Regions from separate parts of the Sus scrofa genome. Here region 1 is linked to region 2. Evidence: chromatin contacts called from public promoter capture Hi-C data. All regions are on one chromosome and are shown on one strand. The core of a region is the stretch at or near the end of the contact, and the rest is flanking DNA. Distances in the headings are between cores, read along the strand shown. Region 1 holds the start of C3H16orf71. Region 2 overlaps PPL (periplakin).

The links. Promoter capture Hi-C pulls out the DNA fragments that hold promoters and counts their contacts.
Region 1: a promoter capture Hi-C map of fetal liver shows a contact between it and region 2, with 4 times the contacts expected there. A contact is called at or near these places in 2 of 5 promoter capture datasets (fetal liver and liver), 9 of 47 Hi-C or Micro-C datasets (brain, embryonic fibroblasts, epiblast stem cells and 6 more) and 2 of 2 datasets of targeted methods (alveolar macrophages and skeletal muscle).

What each region holds. Positions count from the first base shown.
Region 1 is chr3:37,664,051-37,667,374 of Sscrofa11.1, reverse strand. C3H16orf71 reads left to right here and starts at 1,878. Exons shown (of 10, transcript XM_013995684.2): 1 at 1,878-1,953. It overlaps ANKS3 (ankyrin repeat and SAM domain-containing protein 3), which reads right to left and starts at 3,193. Exons shown (of 17, transcript XM_021086672.1): 1 at 3,057-3,193. The coding sequence starts at 3,119.
Region 2 is chr3:37,488,283-37,491,864 of Sscrofa11.1, reverse strand. PPL (periplakin) reads right to left here. Exons shown (of 22, transcript XM_013995670.1): 3 at 777-931; 4 at 41-161. Among named protein-coding and RNA genes, the nearest start is that of PPL, 30 kb to the right of the region's middle.

The DNA.
Region 1 (3,324 bases), core at 629-3,128, 180 kb before region 2:
GGACGGGCTAGACTAGTAAATGTGTGGGGTGACACCTTCCCCGAGATGGGACACCAGGATGAAGACTTCGAGGAATCCTAACTCATCAAACCCACGTCATCAGCTTCCTAGTAGAACTCTTATCCCCGGAGAGACATCTGTCTCCTTTTCTCTTCTGGGTGGAGGGAAGAACAAGGACAAAAGTGTGGAAAAGGAAGAGAAGGAAAAAAAAGAAAACCCCTTCCAGTTCAGGGGACCCGAAAGTACAGGTGCACAGGCGCCATGAGCACCTCTGTCACTACTAAAGAATGCTTCCAAGCACGAGGGGACAGCCAAGATGGCCAAATAACAAACAAGCCACCAGCTAGGGGAACAGTCCGGCAGCCCTTGGCCAGAGTATGTGTAATCAAGTTCAGAGCAAAGCCTGCTTCCTGGATCCTCCACACCACACCGGTGGGCGAGAGAGCAACCAGCTCTCTCGCTCTGCAGGTGGGAACCCCCAACCTGAACAGTCCTGGCCACAGAGCCTGGATAAGGATCCAAAGCTGAGCATCAGTTCAGTTCTCCTTTCACTGGATCCCTCAAACCTTCTTTGGGTGTGTCTCTTCTACTCTGCATACGCCTTCCAGGGTGAGACCCAGGTTTTATTGGAGACTCACCTGTCTGACACCTTTCCCATCGCTAAGAGGCAATGAGAACCAGACCCCCACTCAAGGAGCCCGAGGAGGGAGAACTGGGAGGCTAAGAGAGCATAAAGCTACTACTACTTCCTTTCTCACCCTGCCACACGCCAGCTGCTCTACAATGATGGGGTATTGGTTATGAACAAAATTATATTCAAGCATGTACCACGGTATACTTGAAGAAAATCTACACATCGCTTCCAAAACTAATTTGAAGGAAGTAGCACTGTAAATACTACATTTTAATTCTCGTTCTACCTTTGTGTCCTATCCATCCTGCAAAATGCTAAATTATGTTTGTTTGTTTGTTTTTAATTTTACGGCCGCACCTGCGGCATATGGACGTTCCCGGCCCAGTGACTGAATCCCAGACGCAGCTGTGGCAACGCGGGATCCTTCAACGCACTGCGCCACAGCGGGAACTCCAATATCCGTTACTTCTGAAATAAGCAAAAAAAATCAACAACAAAATGACGCTGGTGATAACTGTCACGCTCGCAGGGAGGAGTTCTGGAAAAGCCCGAGGGCACCCGGTCCCGCCCCGGGGCATAGGTCCTCCGCGGGGCCGGGTATCCAATCTCGTTCTCAGACCCTGGGGAAGGAACCTAGGGAATAACCGGAGCATCTACAGCACTGACATCCCTTGGCGCCTCCTCCCAGAAACCCTACTCGGCACTTGGCTTTATCCTCCCCGTTCTCCAGCTGCAAAGCGGAAGCTCAGAGTCTGAAACTCCTGCAGCGAGCCAGCCACACCGCTGGGACGCCCCGCGGGTGGGCAGCAGGTGCGGGCACCAGGCAGGGCAGGGCCGCCGCGGAACCTACCTGCTCTGGGCCTCGGGCCCTGGGCCGTCCTGGGGCTGCCGCCAACCCGCGTCCGCTCGCCGCGGCGCTTCCCCAGCTGCGCCCGCCGGAGGAACCCTCCACGCGGGCCGCCGCCACAGCCTCCAAATCCCGCCGCCCTGCTCCCGCCCCGGAAGTGGTTGCGGGAGGCGCGGAGCACGCCGGGACGCTCGCGGGTCTGCGGGGGAGTTCCAGGGGCTGTGGAGTTCGTCATTCCCGCTCCCGGACCTTCCGGTCAGCTCGCCCAGCTCATTGTGTGACGCCAGGGGCAGCCAATGATCAGGGGGGAGTAGCCTTGCCCCGCCCCCCCACTGGCCAGGAGAACCAATCTTGTTTCAGGATAGGCAGGACGCGCCAAGTCCCGGAGGAGGAGCGGGGGAGGTTGGGAAACGGTTGGCAGTCCAGTAACGTAAGACTGCTGAGCGGAGATACGAAGGCGGCGAAAGCCCCTGTAATTGCCCTGCGATCCGAGGGGGAGAATAAGACAGGAGGGCTGCGATCGAGGCTGTTTATAGCCCTGTTGCGACTGCGCTGGGAGGGGAGGCTGAGGCTTAGGTCGGTGGTGAGTGGCCTCGGGCCTACCGCAGCTGCAGAGATAAATGTTGAGAGTTGGACGGAGCGGGCGAGAAAGAGGGGCTGGGAGTCGGTGGGAGGACGCGAGAAAGGTTTTCAGGTTTCCGAGCTTTAAAATTTAAAAACTCGGAGTTCCCGTCGTGGCGCAGTGGTTAACGAATCCGACTAGGAACCATGAGGTTGCGGGTTCGATCCCTGCCCTTGCTCAGTGGGTTAACGATCTGGCGTTGCCGTGAGCTGTGGTGTAGGTCGCAGACACGGCTCGGATCCTGCGTTGCTGTGGCTCTGGCGTAGGCTGGCAGCTATAGCTCCGATTCGACCCCTAGCCTGGGAACCTCCATATGCCGCGAGAGTGGCCCACGAAATAGCACAAAGACCAAAAAAATTAAAAAAATAAAAAAAAATAAAATTTAAAAACCCGACCTAGGAGGACGTTGGCGTCTAGTTGTCATAACAACTAGCCCCAGGCAGTGGGAAGGGGTGGGGTTTGGGGCGGGGCTAACGGGCCGCCGCCAAGAAACGGACGCAGAGGCAGTCAGGATTCCCCCGGACTGGATCTGCTATTTCGCGTAGTGTTTTGACGTAATCCTTACCAGCTGGGTGAGCGGAGCTCCTCCCCCTGGCGTTCAGGACCCTTCCGATCTGGTCCGTTTGCACGTCATTTTCCAGTAACTGAAACCTTCCTCCCCCAACTTGTTGGCAATTTTCACTCCTCTGAGCTCTTACCTGCTCTTCCCGCAGGCTGCAATGCCTTTTCCTCCCCTAGTGCTTTATCCTCCTGGGGAACAGCAGTAGTAGTCACCTCTGGTAGTCCCTCTCACCCAGGTGATTTTGTTGCCCTCTGATCTGCTCCCCCAGCCAGAGAACACCCCGTGATCTATCTACCAGATGCATCCTCACTCTGCTCTTCCCAGGTCAGAGTGCACCAAGCTCCTGCCCCCGCTCCTGTGAACGCAGAAAGAGCAAGACACCCCCACTCACCTCTCCTGCTTCTTCCCTGTTGGGGGCCATTGCTGGGGCAGGAGTGTTCTTTTCCCACTGCATAGTTACAGAGGCCTCTCAGGCTGCAAGTACTCTCCAGACGCTGGCTCTGAAGAACCATCAAGCCACATCTCAAAGCCCCCTTGATCCTGAGAGACTGGGCCTTCTCCTGTTAGACTCTGGGATTAAAGAAAAAGGGGGGGTTGTATAAGGAGTTAAACTGAGTGTCAACTCCCCCCCCCCAAAAAGTGTCTTGGGGACTCCAAAG
Region 2 (3,582 bases), core at 860-3,359:
GCCCACGCATGCCCTCCACCAGCTGAAGCCCAGGCCGTACCAGCTTTTCCTCCACCAGGGCCTCCCAGTTGACCTGCGGGTCCACCTCCTTCACCGCCAGGCTGTAGATCTGCTTGTGTTTCCCGCGGAGGTTGGTCACACGCTCCTTCAGCTGACGGATGCTGAGCAGGGAGAGCGGCCACCCAGGTTAGTGGGGCTGGTTGGTGGGGAGACTGGCCTCTCCCTGAGGTGGTACCTCCCACCCCAGCCCCCGGCCTCATCTTTCTGCGCAGTGACCTGGAAAGTCAGGGTCACGGTGGCCTTGGGCTCCGGGCAGTCACTCCCACCCTGCTTTTGTGCACTTTGCTTCATCCTGCCTTCTCCTGCCAATGTTTCCTGAGGGCCTACTGTGTGCCTAGAACCACAGAAGCTTCCAGAAGAAACAGGCAGGTTTTTGGAGCCCACCATCCAAAAGGGCCGTAGGATGGTCTGGGCTGCGACAAGGACAGTGGTTCGTCCACATCTGAGTTGAGGCGAGAGCCACGCATTTGGGAAGCCAGCTGGGCATCGGGCATGGGGAGAGTGTGTTCGCAAGCGTGGGGGTCGGGGGCTGTGGTCACACTATGACCAGAACAGGGGACACCAGCACCCTGAGCCCCAGCCTCCCTGACCGCAAAATGTCTGGTGTGTGCTAGACCCTCGACGAACCCTGACTGGGCTCCTGAATGCTGCAAGGGCTGCAGCCCCCTGCCCCGCCCTGAGCAGCACCCCCAGGACCCGAAATGGAGGGGACCTACTCCTCAGCGATCATGTCCCCCTGGGGGTGCTTCATTTGCTTGGCGATGGCCGCATCTGCCTCCAGCACGTACAGAAGCTTCTCCGAGTCCGACACCTTCTGCAAGGCCACGTCCCGGTGCTCGGGCTGCCGGCCCTCCTGCAGCCCGGCCAGATCCTGTGAGAGTCACAAGAAAGGGCTGGGGGGGGGGACGGTGGGCGGGGACTCAGTGGGCACAGGACAGGAGGGGTGGGAGGAGGAGAGGGGCAGAGGACAGGCTCCTCTGGCTCTGTCCTGTGCCTCCTTGTGGCAGCTTGGGCTGGGAAGGCAGCAGTGCAGAGCCTTGGCCCCGCCCAGCCCAGCCCAGGGGAGACCCCCCAGGAAGGCAGGTCAACAAATGAGCCGCAGAAGGGTGACTGCAAGTTCATACAAGCTGGTGTTACCAAGGGAACGCAGCAGAGGTGGAATGTGGGAGACTTGCTCCAGGGGTCAGTGAGGCCCTTCTGAGGCAGTGACACAGCCTAAGACTAAAGGAAGACTGGGAAGAGTGTCCTAGGCAGAGGGAACAGCCTGTGCAAAGGCCCTGCGGCAGGAAAGGACCTCTGTGATTGAGGCTGGAAGGAGGCATAGGGAGAAAGTGGGAGAAGGCACAGTGCACCTCATCTATCCTTTTTTTTTTTTTTTTTTGCTATTTTAGGGCCCCACCTGCCTTACATGGAGGTTCCCAGACTAGGAGTCCAAGCAGAGCTGCAGCTTCCAGCCTACGCCACATTGTGGCTGTAGTTCCAATTTGACGCCTAGTCTGTGAACCTCATATAACATAGGTGCGGCCTTAAAAAGCAAAAAAAAGAAAGAAAGAAAGGAAAAGAAAAAAGAAGACGGAAGGGAAGAATGGCAAAAGGAAAAAGTGGAACGGCTTCCTCTCAGAGGAAGATAAGGTGTTTAGCCTACCCCACCCAGGCCGGTAGGGGGAGGGCTGAGGGCTGGGGGCACCCAGGGCCTGGAGGGCCTTGGAGTTGAGGCCCGAGTGTCACAAGACCAGAGGCACTGGGCCATTAGTGTGCCACGGCTGGGGCTGGCCAGTTAAAAATTGATAGCAACGACAGGAAATACAACGAAACATCATGATCCTTGGCGTGGGGGAATTTTATTCGTTCCATCATCACCCGCTGATCTGAAGCTCTGCTGGTCAGTGATAGTGCCACGGATTAATTCTGCACAAGAGGGACGTCAGTTAATCATTTCCTAATTCAGAGGCGCAGGTGCTGTGGGGGGAGGCCAGCACCCCCCGATGAGGGGGAGAGAGCACGGAGCGAGCCGCGTGGAGGGGAAGCGTTCAAGAGTCCACCGTCGGGCAAGACGGATCGATGAGGACGCAGGCTGCACAGTGGTTACCTCTGGGCAGGACGGACTGGGAAGGTCCCTGGGACATTTCTGGAAACGTGCTCCACCCTCACCCCAGGAACGGTGCCGGGGCGACCTACTGGCACAGGAACGTGGGAGGGTGAACCCTTAACATCTGGATACTCTCCAGAGACCTTACATGTGTTTCACTTTAAAGTAAACAAAAATCAGGAGTTCCCTTCATGACTCTGCGGTAACAAACCCAACTAGTACCTATGAGGGCACAGGTTCGATCCCTGGCCTTGCTCAGTGGGTTAAGGATCCTGGCATTGCCATGCACTGTGGTGAGGGTCATAGACGTGGCTCGGATCCAGCGTTGCTGTGGCCGTGCAGCTGTCCCGATTCGACCCCTACACTGGGAACTTCTGTATGCCATGGGTTCGGCTCTAAAAAGAAAGAGAAAAATAATAATAATAATAATAAAGTAAAAAATATCGTAGGGACTGAATGACCCACAGGCTGATGGACAGACCTGTGATGAAGCCAGTCCAGCAGACATCGCTGGCAGAATCTGGGCGGTGGAGACATGGATGTTCTCTAATCCCTCCAACTTTAGCAGCGTTTAAAAAATAAGCTAGGGGAGTTCCCGCCGTGGCGCAGTGGTTAACGAGTCCGACTAGGAACCATGAGGTTGCGGGTTCGATTCCTGGCCTTGCTCAGTGGGTTAAGGATCCGGCGTGGCTGTGAGCTGTGGTGCAGACGTGGCTCGGATCCTGTGTTGCTGTGGCTCTGACACAGGCCGGCGGCTACAGCTCTGATTGGACCCCTAGCCTGGGAACCTCTATATGCCTCAGGAGCAGGCGAGAAAAGGCAAAAAGACCAAAAAATAAAGAATAAAAAAAATAACATAGGGAAAAAAAGCAAAAAAAAAAAAAAAAAAAAGGCAGTTCCCATTGCGGCTCAGCAGTAACGAGGAGCCATGGGGATGCAAGTTCCATCCCTCACTCAGAGGGTTAAGGATCTGGTGTTACTGTGAGCTGCAGTATAGGTTGCAGACGCCGCTCAGTTCCCATGTTGCTATGGCTGTGGTGAAGGCTGGCAGCTGCAGCTCCAATTCGACCCCTACCCTGAGAACTTCCATATGCCATAGGTGCAGCCCTAAAAAAAAATTAAGCTAGGAGTTTCCCGGCGGCACAGCAGGTTAAGGGCCTGGTGTTTTCACTGCTGTGGCTTGGGTTGCTGCTGTGTCATGAGTTCCATCCCTGGCCTGGGAACTTCCACACACTGTGGCTGCAGCCAAAGAAACAAAAAATTAGGATAATTACAAAAAGCTGATTAGTGGTTGCCGGGGGGGGGAAGACCGCTAATAGGCGCAGAGCTGGGATGACGAAGGGGCCTTGGAACCAGATAGAGGAGGTGGCCACACAACACTGTAAAGGTACAAGGTGCCACAAAGTTGAACTTGAAAAGGTTAATTTTATCTT